3 separate regions of the Anser cygnoides genome follow, and all the other regions are linked to region 3. The links are chromatin contacts, called in public Hi-C maps. All regions are on one chromosome and are shown on one strand. The core of a region is the stretch at or near the end of the contact, and the rest is flanking DNA. Distances in the headings are between cores, read along the strand shown. Region 1 holds the start of C1S (complement C1s). Region 2 holds the start of LOC106047853 (solute carrier family 25 member 36-like). Region 3 holds the start of GAPDH (glyceraldehyde-3-phosphate dehydrogenase).

Evidence for each region. A called contact is a pair of places that touch in the nucleus more often than the background predicts.
Region 1: a contact with region 3 is called in a Hi-C map of liver, with 1.8 times the contacts expected there. The contact joins the promoter of C1S here to the promoter of GAPDH in region 3. A contact is called at or near these places in 2 of 7 Hi-C or Micro-C datasets (both in liver).
Region 2: a contact with region 3 is called in a Hi-C map of liver, with 6 times the contacts expected there. The contact joins the promoter of LOC106047853 here to the promoter of GAPDH in region 3. A contact is called at or near these places in 2 of 7 Hi-C or Micro-C datasets (both in liver).

The regions. Positions count from the first base shown.
Region 1 is chr1:102,693,129-102,697,641 of Taihu_goose_T2T_genome, forward strand. It overlaps C1S (complement C1s), which reads left to right and starts at 3,252. Exons shown (of 12, transcript XM_013199550.3): 1 at 3,252-3,523; 2 at 3,985-4,049; 3 at 4,468-4,513. The coding sequence starts at 4,045.
Region 2 is chr1:102,744,631-102,749,382 of Taihu_goose_T2T_genome, forward strand. It overlaps LOC106047853 (solute carrier family 25 member 36-like), which reads right to left and starts at 2,173. Exons shown (of 7, transcript XM_048051526.2): 1 at 2,020-2,173. The coding sequence starts at 2,150.
Region 3 is chr1:102,272,166-102,277,067 of Taihu_goose_T2T_genome, forward strand. GAPDH (glyceraldehyde-3-phosphate dehydrogenase) reads left to right here and starts at 3,547. Exons shown (of 12, transcript XM_067004670.1): 1 at 3,547-3,707; 2 at 4,153-4,195; 3 at 4,812-4,902. The coding sequence starts at 4,173. LOC125180588 (C-type natriuretic peptide 2-like) reads left to right here. Exons shown (of 3, transcript XM_048051563.2): 2 at 1,034-1,330; 3 at 1,593-1,819. The coding sequence ends at 1,312. It overlaps LOC106047847 (a long non-coding RNA gene), which reads right to left and starts at 1,037. Exons shown (of 7, transcript XR_007159276.2): 1 at 763-1,037; 2 at 192-247.

The sequences.
Region 1 (4,513 bases), core at 2,002-4,501, 420 kb after region 3:
CCTTCCTTTTCCTTGCTCCTCTTCATCCCCTTTACATAAAAACTGAGATCATACATGGAGGGTTATTGCAGATACTGTGGCAATGGCCTTGGTATGGAGATCAGGCTGAACCTTGGCACCAACGATGCCACTGTTTCTGTGGCATGCCTTACCTTTCCTCGGGCCACTTGTACTCTGCTGGGCTTGCCAGTAGGGCTTACAGCGGTGCATTTAGCTTTATGCACACAAGACTGCATCTCCTGACCAGACAGAACTCTTGTTCCCGGCAGATGCAAACCCCTGCTTTTAGAAGGGCAAGCTGCTCCTTCTGGTTTTGGAGGCCACATCTGCAGCCAGCAAAAATGGCAGTCACTCTCCACCAGTGTTCTTCTGAAGTTTTCCGTCAGTCCATCCACAACTCTGACATGCAATTGCAGACAAAAGGAGCGTTAAGGCATTGTATGCTGGGCTGGAGAAACTTCTGGTCTAGGTCCTTCATGTTCTTGAAGTAGCTCAGGAAACAAACCTATGAAACATGCCTTTAATGCACAGAGTAACTTATTTGAGATGTCCACTCTTTGTAAAATAAATAGAAATCACTCTAGTGTTTGAATAGGCTTGTATTGAGTTAGCTATATGTATAGGGAGATTTAGACTTGGTTCTGCAATTTGCTGTTGTCACAGAAGGGTTTCAGAAGCAGCATCTGCTCCTGAGATTGCCTAACAGTTTCCGCTGGAAAGTTCTGTTTTCAGTTGCTTGAAACTAACTACATTTGACCTGTTTAGATTAAATGCTAGATAACCACTTCGGGTCAGAGCATAGTAGCGGATTTCGAGACTCAGATCTCGATGAGTGCCATTATTTTTCATTATTATTATTACTTTTAATAGTCAAGGCACTGCTGCGCTTGGGAGGAGGAAGTGCAACCTAAAAAAAACCTGAAAATATATAGCGATTTTATGACGCTACATTGGCATCAGCGTCAAACCTCAAGTTCACGTATGCTCAGCTGTTGATGAAGCAATGTCGCTGCTGAAGCTTCTGCAAATTTCGTTTCCATTGCCGGCGTTCCGGTCTTTCGTGCAGCCTTGCCCAGCAGGGGACGCACCCGGCGGTCTCTGCTGCCCTCTCGCGGGGCTGCCTCGTCTCGGGGACTCGCATACCCTTGGCTCCCTGCTGATGGATTTCACCTAATTAACGTTAGGTGTTCACTTTTAATATTTACTCCCTCTGTTTTATGTACTGACTCACTGATTCCAAATGGAAAAAATGTGGCTTTTCTTAAGAAATCAGGAAAAGCTTTTTTTCTTTTTCTTTTTTTCCCTTTTTTTTTTTTTTTTCCTCCAGCCTTCCTGGGGGACGGTGGTGGTGAACAAGCCAGTCAAGCCTGTTTGAGACAGTAATTTTAAGAAAACATGAACATTACTACTCTTCAGAGCATCTGGCAGGAAGGTTATAGCTACACAGCTCTGACTCATCTTAAGAAAAGTTTTATCTTACACAATGAAGGAAGCAGCAGCACTTTGGGAAAAGTAGTATGTGGTCATGTAACTTAGGAATTTAAAAGAATGCATGTGCCTCAGAGCAGAATTACAGTGCATTGGCAACCTTAGTAGTATCATTTATTGACCTCAATTTTATGATTTTGCTTCTTTTGAACTATTATTCAATGTAGTTTCTGACATAGTTTCAGTGAATTGTAAAATATATTACCTGTTTCATCTTATGAATCGTTACAACAACATAGACCGAGGCATACGTAAACAAATGCTTTATGTTTATTCAATTTAAATATATACATCAATATCACTGCATAAATAGTTAGCATTATAAAGACATGTACCCAAACAAAGTGCAGCTGCCTTTTTATTTAACTAACTTCACCCACCTTTTTTTTTCTTAATAGGTATTTGGTTTTCTAAGAATTATTAATATTCACACACATCAATTTACCACTGCTACAGACCAGCTGAGTCAGGTTCATATGAAAATATACAATTCCCTTGTGATTACATGACATGCAAAATGTATCAGCACTCATTTGTTTTACTTCTGCCATGCCATTTTAAAATGACATTGTGACTTGAAGAGTTACTGGCAGTGTCTTTGCCCAGTTCAGAGGATAAAACGTCTCCCTGATATTTGTTGTGTGTCTCTCATCACTGTTTTCCCCATTCTCAAAACTCCAGTTAGAAACATCATGATATGATCCCAAGAGACATCAGAGGTGAGATGACAAATTATTTTCTTTCTCTACCTATTCTCGGTTTGACAAAGAAAACAGATTAGGCACGTTATTCAAGTAAAACCTTTTTGCTGACTACAATGAAGTCAATTATGATTCATCTGTAGGTGTTTTTCTCCCTTGACAATATAAAGGAGTCTTTCACATGGGCTTTGCTAGCACACTTTACCTATGGCCTGTTGAAACTTGAATTTTTTTCTCTTGGCCAAAACAAGCTCTGGAGCATGATGTGCTGCTTCTAAAGTGTAGAGTGTGTGGTGGAGTTTTACACATTCGTTTATAGTCCTGTCCCAGTGTAGCTGGTTTGTGAGGAGGAGGGGATTTCTAGAGTATTAGTGACAGGTCTTTTCGCTTGCACAGTGGTATTTTCGTCTCGGCTTGGTTTGTGGTCGTTGGCTGATTTAAGGGCCCTACCTGGCATAAATTGTGAATCTCCTTTCCTTAAAGGTCTTAGATCTAACGTGCTCCAGGGCTAAGCCTGGTGAACAGTTGTTTTTACACCAAGTTCACTCGGTAAATAGTTATAAAGAAATGGTTAGGTGTTCTTAGTAAAGTTCTTATACGAGTGAGGCCATAATAAAAAAATAGTCGAGCAATGCATCCTAACTCCTGTTGGTAGCCTCAGAGAGGCACAATATTGAAGGGCCACTGTTTTTATTTATTTATTTATTTATTTTATACCCCCCCCAAATGGGTCTCAAGCATAAGATGAGGAACAGTGGCAGCAGCCCTGTGGCCACCAGGTTGCAGTCCCAGAGTGGATTACAGCAAAGTGGTCTCTGGGATAGATGATTAAACTTTTTTTTTTTTTTTTTTTCTCCCCATGCAAAAGCATTAGACCTGTTCTCATGTGCTCATGTGGTCTTTCCTTTTGCTACAGAATTTTGTTCATAACTTTCAAAGGCGAGGGGGAAGAGGGAGAGAGGGGAGGCATGCGAAAACTCCGACTCCTTTTTTCCCCAAAGTCATCTGATTTCCCGAAAATCCGTAATATAGACCAGATCGGTGCACGCCCCCACGTAGCCTGAGCCAACGGGGTTGTGCAACTTGTTTTGGAAATTCCCCTTTCTGCCGAAAGCCGGCAAGCCTTTTTTCCCCGCACCGCAGCTGACACAGAAAACTGGAAGTTACATCCTGCTGCTAGGGGGTGCTGCGCTATTGCAGATCACAGCGCCCTTACCCAGACCACAGGCTTGGATCCTTTTGGAGGGTGGGAACAGGAAGAAAAAAATAAAAAGAGAAAGAGAGAAAAGAGAAGGCAAGAGAGAAGAAAAGCAGACACGAACTAGGGAGAGAAGGTAAATATTGCAAGCATTAGAAACGGGAAAGGGAAATATTCCTGAGGGTCGCTGACAGCTAGAAGGGTCAGTGCATGCTTCCCCCATGCCCAGGGTCTTAGCATAATTTTTGGGGTGCTGGGGAGAACGGATTGGGTACTTCGGGGGGGAGGTGCTTTCTGTCAATTTGCTATACACCTACACGATCTTTGGAAACACTGGTGAACCTAAGGGGAGAAGGTGAGTATCAGTGAGTAACAAGCTGGAGATACCTGCCCCATTTTGTCAGCACTGAGCCTAGCATCCCTCCTTGAAGCTTGAGGTTGCTGTATGTATGAAAGAGCAGTGATATAAATTTGCTTTTGAGGCAAATCATTGGTGAATTCTCCGCAAGCTGGGGTGTTAGGGCCTTTGACCTGCCTAGCAGACACACAGAAGCACAGGCAACGTTAATCAATCACACTGGTTTTTTTTTGTCCCAGACCGTAACTCCAAAGTCCAATTCCTGAAAGTTTTCAGAAAGGAAGATCAGCTTTTTCCAGATGTGGTGAGTTACTGAATCTCCATGGGGAACTCAGTTTTATTAATAATTTCGTTTTATGAATTAGGTGTTTTTCCTGTAGTATTGTACTGATTCTCAAATCTGAATGTCTGTAGCCCAAGTAGCTTCCAGAACAAGGTAGTGAAGTATGGTATAGATAGCATTTAAGACCCTTCTGTTCAATTTCTGCAGCATTACTAGTTCCTCTACAGCTGGAGAGGAGCAGAGAGCAGGATGGAGAATGTAGTCCTGTTTGAAAGGCTACAGGATAAACCCCACACAGCCACAGCACTGGTCATTAAAACTCCAAAGCCAGGAGCTAAGCTGCATGCTACATACAGCCAAAGACTAGCCTTTTCATTAGGGACTGTGTTCATATGCGGACGGAGAAGACTTCTGCAATATCATCTTCCTCTTTTCTCAGGTACCTTATCTTCTTCTGTCTCCCTGTCTGGGCTGATGCAGCCTCC
Region 2 (4,752 bases), core at 923-3,422, 470 kb after region 3:
GGCAAGCAATGAAAAAACACACGGAACTCAGCAGTGACCAAGGGTCATTAGGCCCTGCATAAACAGATTGTTTTAACAAAGACAAAACCCTGAAATCACTATTCCAGAAAAAAGCGACAAAGGCAATTCCTGCAAAATATGATGGAGAATAGCAGTGGACAACCCATACAACACATACTCCCAGAACAAAGCAGTGAGTGCCAAAAAGGGCTAAAGGAAGAAAGAATGTAATTTAACCTCAGAAAAGAGTACTTGCTTCTACATCTTGCTTTCACATTTTAAAGTTTGCAAAGTTCACTGTAAAGCTTGAGGTGGCAGAAAAAGAGGATTAGTACAGAGAAATATAAAAACCCACTATTAACATTTTTTAATGATCTGAAAAGGTTGTGAGAACATGCACAGGTGTGACAAGGTTAACTGGTAATTCATATCTCAGTCCTTACTTTGGCAAAAATGCTGATGACTTGAAGATCTTCATTTAAGAACTGCAATATTATGTCAGGCAAATTTCCATCTAAACCAGGATTCTGTCTAAGACACAGGGTAATAACGATGGCCACAGAAGTGTACGAGAAGAAATATTCTTCTCCAGAATATTCTCCCAGCTCTCTGCATTTTTCAGCTCAGAAATTTCCTCAGCCAAAAGTGTTGCATTGCATTTAATAGCCTTCAAGACATTCTTTTTTATTCATCAGTCTAAATGCTTTCTGGACACATAAAAAGCTTTTGCCTTCTCATACCCTGTGGCCAGGAGTCCCCCAGTTTAACTGAACACTGTTAAAAGCTATGTTCTTGCACTAGTTTTGAATTAACGCCTCATGTTTCATTTGATAGTCCCTAAAAGATAAAATGAACAACTGTCCCTTCATTAATGAGATCTGCTTAATTAGATGAAACAGTATCACTAACTATACACTGCAGCAATAACCTGAACTTATTTATCTCTTGGGTTTTAACTAATTGTAATTCAAAGATTGCTGCTCAATTGGCTGGGACAAGATACAGACTGATAAAGTTCCCACTAGCAAATGTTCAGTTGCTAGCTGAACTCTCTTAGTTTTTCAAGAACCAAAGTGGAAAGTGAGGATGAAAAAAAGGTTAAGAAGAAAGCTAAGGAAGATGAAGAAATGTATAAGAAAAAGGCTTAGCCTTCTAGATGCTGTGACTATCTAATTCAAAGAAGAAATTAACAAAAGAGAATAGTGTATACAAAATAACACTGGCAATAGATGTGGCAAGTACACAGAAGCAAAGACTGACATTGCACAGTTGCATTACCTGCAGAAAACTGGAAATTTACTAATCAAGTGCAACTAAATTATATGCTTTATTGTACAGGCTGTATTAGGGACCTTACTGTCATGCAGACTCCAACAGGTTGGTGGAATTGGAAAACGGGTTAGATGCTTGCCTGGACAAGGGAATTCAGCAGTTACTCAACAAGTCTGGAGGTCCGTTACATCTTCTGTTTTAGGACATCACGAACTTTAAACACTTTACTGTTTTGTGATTTAAATGGCAAATGGTTCTTAAAGAGAGGAGGGTTGAAGTGAGGGCGAAGGGCCTTGCTCAAGGGCACGCTGTGAATTCCGAGGCACTGCCAGGATTCACGCTCCAAACTCCTGACTCACCAGACCCAGTGGAACTATTTAAAAACCAGAGAAGATATGCAGGAAATCTACGACGAGCAGCCGCTAAGGGTTGGCTGTCCTCCCACGGACCATGATGCTCCACCGAGGCCGTCCTGCTGCACATCCTAACCCCCCATTCAACGCCCTGCCTCCCTCCCCCTCCACTCACGGAAAACCCAGCTGAGGCCCCCGTGACTTCACCAGGAGGCTCCCCTTCTCCCCAGACCGCACAAACACAGCCAGAAGAAGGGGCAGAGCCGCAGCCGGGGCGGAGGCGCAGAGCAGCGGACCCGCAAAGGCCCGGGGCAGCCTCGGGCTCCGCGCCGCGTCCCGGCCCGGCCCGGCCCTGGGCCGCGTGTGCTGGGCGGAGGCCGGCAGGGACACTCACCCTCCGGCGACCAGGTGGAGCAGGGTGCTGTGCTGCTGCTGCATGGCCGGCACTCTGCGGGCACGGCCCCAGCCCCCCGCCGCAGGCTCCCCGCGGGTGGCGGCCTGGCCTGCCCGCCCTCCGCCCGGCATTGGCTGCCCGGCGCCGGAGGAGGTGCCCGGGCGGGCCGGGTGGCGGTGCCGGCAGCACGGGGACCGGGGGGGGGGCAAAAGCAGATACAAGGAAGAAATTCTTTATTATGAGGGTGGTGAGGCCCTGGCACAGGCTGCCCAGGGAGGCTGTGGAAGCCCCATCCCTGGAAGTGTCCAAGGCCAGGCTGGATGGGGCTTTGGGCAACCTGATCTAGTGGGTGGCATCCCTGCCCATGGCAGGGGGTTGGAACTGGATGATCTTTAAGGTCCCTTCCAACCCAGACCGTTCCATGATTCTATGACTCTATGATATCACTTTGTATATATGTAAAGATAACCTGTAGGTCAGATGAAATAAGTTTTCATATCTACTCAGCGCTCAGTACCGAGTGACACAGGACTGGTTGTCTAGTCTGGGTACTGCACTGCTACATAATGGGCAAATGTGAGGAGGGTTCAAAGAAGGGAATAGCTAGTCCAGGCCTTCTAAAGAGGAAGACTGAAAAAAAAGATGTTTAGTCTGGAAGGAATTGAAAGAAACATGGCAATTTGCTTCAAGTGCATGCAAAAAATACTTCAAAGAGAAAAGAAATAATTAGCTTTTCTGTGGTGGAAAAGAAGTATCAGCCCATAAATAGCGCCTGTCAATACAAAGGCAGTAAGGGTGAGACCAGTAAAAGGACTGGCATTCTGTTCAGTGGAAAGGAAAATCTACCAGCGATACCAAGAAATTGCATGTATTTTCCATTTGTTTTCACTGTGGTAGAGACTAGACTAATACCGTAAATAGCACCAATGACAAGTGGGTAACGAGTCATTCTGCAGTAGGGAGATAATAGATTTTTAAGTGCTAAGGTAAATTCAGTGCTTTCAGACCAGTTATGATTGATGAAATTCATCCTTTGATGGCTGAAGAACTGTAAGAAGCAAGATCAAACCAACTGGCAGTTTTCTGTGAGATCTGTAGAGAATAAAGAAGTTCAGAAGACTGGAAAAGGCCAAATATATTGGCCATTAAAAATAAGATAATCTAAGGAATCCAGACAGGTTTATTTTACTGCCCTTCCCTGTGGTAATAGAACAAATACATATTAAATCTTCAACTTACATTTTCCATTTGTCAAAAAAAAAAAAAGAAGTCAAACCAATCTTTCACATTACAGTAACAGGCCTAGTGGATAAGTAACAGTAGTTTGACTTCAGTAAGGATTCTGATTCAATTTCATCTGACAGTCTTATAAGCTAGCTAGGAAACTTGGGAAAAAGGATGTATTGAAAATAGTGTTAGGAGAATCTGATGCGGATTAGAAAACTTTAAGATTGGTTTTCACAGAAGATTGGATATCACAGAAGCACAGAATGGTTAGGGTTGGAAGGGACCTCTGGAGGTCATCTGGTCCAACCTCCCTCCTCAAGCAGGGACACCTAGAGCAGGTTGCCCAGGACCATACCCAGGTGACTTTCGAAAATCTCCAAGGAGGGAGACTCCACAACTTCTCTGGGCAACCTGTGCCAGTGTTTTGTCACCCGCACGGTAAAGAAGTGCTTCCTGATGTTTAGACAGAACCTCCTGTGTTCCAGTTTGTACCCATTGCCTCTTGTCCTGTCTCTGGGCACCACTGAAAATAGCCTGGCTATGTCTTCATTTCTTCCTCCCCTCAGGTATGTGTAGACATTGATAAAATCCACCCCCCGAGCCTGCTCTTCTCCAGGCTGAACAGTTCCAACTCTCTCGGCCTCTCCTTATAGGAGAGGTGCTTCAGTCCCTTGATCATATTGGTGGCCCTCTGCTAGACTCTTTCCAGTATGTCCGCATCTCTCTTGTACTGGGATGCCCAGAATTGGACACAGCACTCCAGGTGCAGCCTGACCGGTGCTGAGCAGAGGGGAAGGATCACCTTCACTTGATCTCATGGTGATACTTTGACCAGTGCAGCCAAGAATATCATTAGTCTTCTTAGCCGCAAGGGCACATTGCTGTCTCATGTTCTACTTGGTGTCCACCAGGCCTGAGATCTGTTCTCAGTGTGGCATTACTTAATTGTTTCTTCAGTGATTTATTCAGCAGACTAGACAGTGTGCCTGATAAATCTGAAGACAGCACTAACCTGAGAGGGGATGCAATGAATTTGGAAGACAAAATTAGCATTAAAATGATCTTAATCAATGGGAGAAGGAGTCTGAAAGAGCATGGCACCATTTATTACAGGCATGTACAAAGTTCTGCACTTAGAAATAATGACTTTCATAAATTTAGGATGGGGAATAGGTATGCAGAGACCTCCATTTTGTCACTGGTTTCCATCAGGCCCAGCACCTTCTGTAGAGTACTGGCTACCATCAAACTGATAATGACAGAGGGATGCAGAGCACAACATAACCTTTTCTGGAACTGTACAATCTGCTTTTCTCACCTCTCCAAGAGTTATTGAGGTCCCTTGATATTTCAGTTCTTACTGCCAAAATATTTACACTTTGCAGGTAAGGGTCCATTGACTTTGCTCCTCTTCCTGTTGACTTTAGATCAGACCCTTTGTTTTCTACTTGCAAACAGAAATAATCTCTGCCTCAGCTGTCATTTCTGATTCCTCTAGTTGCATCA
Region 3 (4,902 bases), core at 2,297-4,796:
TCTTTTACTCTCACCAATTGCAGAAACAATATTTAGGGCTTTTGAATTTACCCAGCTTCTTTTTTTTCCAACCCCTAACCTGTGCTCTGACACTTTGTGTTCACATCATTCACCCTGTCCAATAAGGAAAACTGCAGGGAAGTAGTTAGGATATGAACTAAAAACACAAGACCGATTCTGCTATGACTCACCATGGAGACGCTTTCACTCCTCGCTGAAGATGTCTGTGTCCGCTTCAATTAACTCACTGCTGAACAGAATGGAGATAAATTGCAGAAAGGCATCTCCAGCCTTAGGTCAGCAAGCATCCACAAGAGGAATAGATGTGGAACAGCTACCGCAGGCTGACCCCATGGGCAGTAATGCTGTGCCTCCTCAGGCCCAGCGTACCTCCTGACTCGTCTCCCTACAGCCGGAGGCTGCTGGCAGTGACAGAGGCATATAATTGAATTAGCACATGCCCACCTGCACCGAAAACCTAGAGAATTTCCTAGTAGATGAGAAGTCTGCCTTCCTCATGCCTTCTTCCACGACACTGCCATGCCTGCCTCTCCCTTATTTTAGAACCAAGTATTTGGGTTAGGTCCTGCTTCCCCAGCAGCCCTCTGGAAAATGCCACGAAGCAGTCTGAGCGCACAGCTCAGCATCAGCAAAAGGACCAAGGCCTGAAGCCTTGATTATCTTCAAGTGCAGAGGGGGGATCCTATTAACAACAGCAGGGCAAGGGGTGCACGGAGAGGCACACCCACACCAGCTTCCTACCTGCTCTTACGGACAGCAAAATCATTTCAGACTGCAGGAGCTGCAGTTCTAGCCCTTCTCTTGGTGACCTTGGTCTGGATGCAATGTCACAGACGCAGTGCTTCGTGCACAGACACTATTTTATGTCCTGCCTGAGTCCGGGGGAAGGTGTGGGGCTGTGGGACAGTGGGTTTGGGGTGCAAGGCTTATCACCAGGATAGATAAATGAGAAACGGGAGCACAGGCACCTTCACTGTTACCACATCTCCTCCCTGTTTATCCACCTTCCCAGATGCTCCTTTCCCAGCTGCTGCCCCTGGACTCTGAATCCACGCAGGCCGAAGAAGAGAACACAAAAGAGGAGGGGTCCAGCTCGGGACCTCAGCTGCTCTCCCCCACCCTCCCGTTCCTCCCTTCTGGGGCCAGAGCTGCCCGTGCCCCGCTCTGGCGCAAGACGCTCACCAGTCGCAAGTGGGCACTCCCTGGAGACTGGGCCTGGAAGGCCGTGCCCAGGGGCTGCTTTGGGCTGAAACTGGATCGGATCGGGACCTTCAGTGGTTTGGGGTGTTAGGCCTGGAGAGACCTGGAGGTGAGCGGGCCGGCAGCGAGGGGTCAGCAAATGTAAGGGGAGACCTCAGGGCATGAATTGTGGGGAGTGTCTGGAGTGGGGGGCGGGGGGGGTCCGGCCCCAGGATGGGTTGTGGGGCAGAAAGAGCTGAGTGCTGGTGGGGTAAACACAACGAGCGTGGACATGGCAGCGCTGACTTTCATGTTGCCTGAGCCGTGTGGGGGACGTAGGGCCCAGCCAGTGTCTGGCTGCTGGGCCGCTCACCGGCCATGCCTGTCCGCAGGTGGAGAAGGAGCCTGCGGAGGACCAGCTCGGGACCAGACGGGAAGGAGCACGGCCAGCCAGCGGCTGCAGCCCTGAAGCTCGGGCGAGGAGCGCGGAGGAGACGCGTGGCGCTCCTGCTGCCCCTCAGCCCGCTCCTCGTGCGTGAGGACTCGCTCGCTAATTAAACAGAGCTAATTAACTGCCGTGTCCGAGCTCACAGCACCGCCCCCGCGAGCGGCGCCTCGCTCAGACCCAGGGGCTGCGCGGGGGGGGGGGGGGGGGGGGGCAGGACCCCCCACGGCCCCTCACCGCACCTCCTCTCCCACCCCGGGCCGCCACCGCCCGCCGGGAGGTGGCGGCAGAGCCCGCGGCACGGCTCCGGCCCCGGCACCGGCCCCGGCTCCGGCGGCGGCGCGGCCCCCACGCGCGGGGCCATTTTGGGTGCTCGCCGCCATTCCGGGTGGGCCGGGCGGCACGCAGCGGGCCGGGGCCGGCGCTGCGGGGCCGCTGCCAGGTGGCTGTGGGGGCAGCCGGCTGAAATATCGATCGTGGGCCCCGCTCGGGGGCACGGGGCTGCTGCGTTGGCTCATCCCGCCCGCACTCTGCCCCCCTGCGCGGGGAGCTCGGCTGCCGGAGTGTTTGCCGAGCAAACAGAGGGCCTCCCGTGCGTGCAGGGGGTGCCCAGGCAGCTCCCCCGACCCCGCGGCCGGCTGCTGTGGAGGGGGCGCAGGGGGGCTCCCCCCCGCCGAGGGATCGCACCCCTTCCAGCTCCGCGGCTGTGCTGCACCAGCTATCCCCCCCTGGCCTTTAAGAAAAGGTCGTAACCTCGGCCGGGGCTAAACTTAGCCGCCTGCCCCTCCGTGCACCGGGAATAGCAGCTGTATAAGGAGAGTTGGGTTACGTACGAGATGTGTGACCCCTTGCTAGACACCCACCCCCCCTACCCTCCCTCTCCATCTTGAGAGTGTAGCTGGAGTCCAGCTTGGCCGAGCCGTGAGGGAGACCAGTTTGGCCCTCCACATCTGCAAGCCCACATCCCATGCCTTCCCAAACCTTCTCCCTTTCCCTCCGTCTCATCTTAGGCACCACATTTCAGGTGCCTGCTCCCTGGGTACCCCCCTCCCAAGGGATGGAGGCTTTCAAGCCTAGTGTGGGTCTGTCCCACAGAGCCCAGGCTTGGGCTGCACCGGCCCCACTGCTTCCCAGCGGAGCACGCTGAGCCAGCACGGCACAGCTTGGAGAGGCTCTCCAGCACGTGGGGTGCCAGTTGGGCCACGGTGGCTGTCACGCGGGGAGCACTCCCTTCTCACACACCCCAAACCCAGCCAGCCGGCAAAAGGCGGGCCAAGGTGGTGGAGGCACGCCGTCAGCTCTCGGGGCAGTGGGCAGGATTTCCGCCGTCACGTCCCGCGGGTAGCAGCAGCGCTGCAGTTCCTCATTAACATGGTCCTCACGCTGTGCCGCGCAGCCTGCTGGGGAGGCAGCCGCATTCAGAGCACGCCTGGCTAAACCCATGCAGGGGAGACAGAGAAAGGAATGGGGCCCTAAGAGAAGGGACCGGCGGCCATCCTTGCTCACGTCGTGATGGCAGGGAGCGGGCCTGGAGACCCGCTGCTCCCTCGGTGTGGGAGGCTTGGGGGACCCACTGCTGCCACGTGCGAGGGCCTAAAAAGGGGGAGCGAAGCAGGCAGCAGCCCAGCACAACCCGCTCCTTTGTTGCCCAAGGATCGCAGGCCATTCCCCGTGCTGCACACAGCAGCGAGCCCCCAGGTGCCAGCCCCCCTGTTGCAACCACGACACCCCACCACCACCACCACCACCACCACCACCACGAGGGGCTTTGTCTGCCCTGCTACACACAGGGGGGACACCCCCCCACACACCACACGACCCATGGCGGCGGAGACCCTCGCCCCCCTCCTCCCCCCAACCCAACGCCCGCCTCGGGGCCCTTTGTTGCGCGGGCGGGGGCGATCGCTGGGCGCACGTAGCCCGGCCCGGCCCCCGCGCTGCCATTCGGCGGCGGCCCGGCGGGGCGGAGCGAGGGGGGCGCTGCCTCCGCGGCTATAAAGGGCGGCGGCGCGGCGCCGAGCCACCTCCTCACTGCGCGCCAGGCACCGAGCGGAGGCAGCCGGTAACGGGCTTGGGGGGTGTGGGGGGCTGCCGGTTTTTTTTTTTGAGGGGGGAGGGGGGCGTTCGCCACCGCAGCCCCGCTGGAGGCCGGGAAGGAGGAGGGGGGGGGGGGGGGCGTCGTGTGGCCGCCCCCTGTGCGCAGCGGGGCCGCGTGGCGGTGGGGCCCGGGGGCACAAAGGCGGGCGGCACAAAATGGAGGCGGTGGGGAAGGGGGGGTGAGGGAGGGGGGTGGAGGGGAGAGCTTCACGGGTAAAATGGGGGGGGGTGGGGTGGATGCGGGGGGCGGTTGGGGGCGGTCCCCGAACGTGCGGTGGGGGGGGGGGGGGGGGCCGTTAACGGTGCGGCGGGGCGGGAGGCCGGGCACGGCAGGGAGCGGCGGGGCGGCGGCCGGGCCTGGCTCTGGGGTTTGGCGTCCTCACGCCTCACGGCTGCTTCTCTCCCCGCAGGAACATCCCCGAGAGGCAAGATGGTGAAAGTCGGAGTCAACGGGTGAGCGCCAGGGCCGGGCTGCGGCACCGGGAGGCGCCCGGCGGGGTGGGGTTGCAGGGATGTGCACTGGGGGGAGGAGGACGGGGCAAGGTCGCCTGAAGGACGCGGGGATGAGCACTTGGGGATGAGCAGCGGTGCTGCACGGAGGCCCCCTGCACCCGCAACTAACGGCCCCGGGGAGGGCGGGGTGCTGAGTCACTTCCCCGCAGAGACGCGGGGTGAGTCACCCAGGAAGTACCGGCGCTGTCGGTATGGCCCCGTCTCCATTTGGGGGTCCCCCGCACCCCAGTGCAGGCTGTGGGGCCAGCGGCTCCCTATCGAAAGGTCGCCAGGTGGATCGTGTGTCGGCAGCGCCCCGGGAATGTGACCTTCTCCCACCCTGCTGAGGAGTAACCGGATCCCCCGGGGCTTTCAGTAAATTTAGCGCCTGACCTTTCTTCTGAGGTTGCTCCGGCTGGGGGTCGCTCTTAATCTTTAACCATGGCTTCTTGGCCTTTGGACACTGGTGTGGGACTCCCTCCTGCCCTTTTGGGCAAGGAGCAGTGGATGTTCTTCCATGCCCAGTCAGGCATGTTGCTTGCTGGTCCTCCTCATCTGCATCTCTTTTTCTCCCCAGATTTGGCCGTATTGGCCGCCTGGTCACCAGGGCTGCCATCCTGTCTGGCAAAGTCCAAGTGGTAGCCATCAATGATCCCTTCATTGATCTG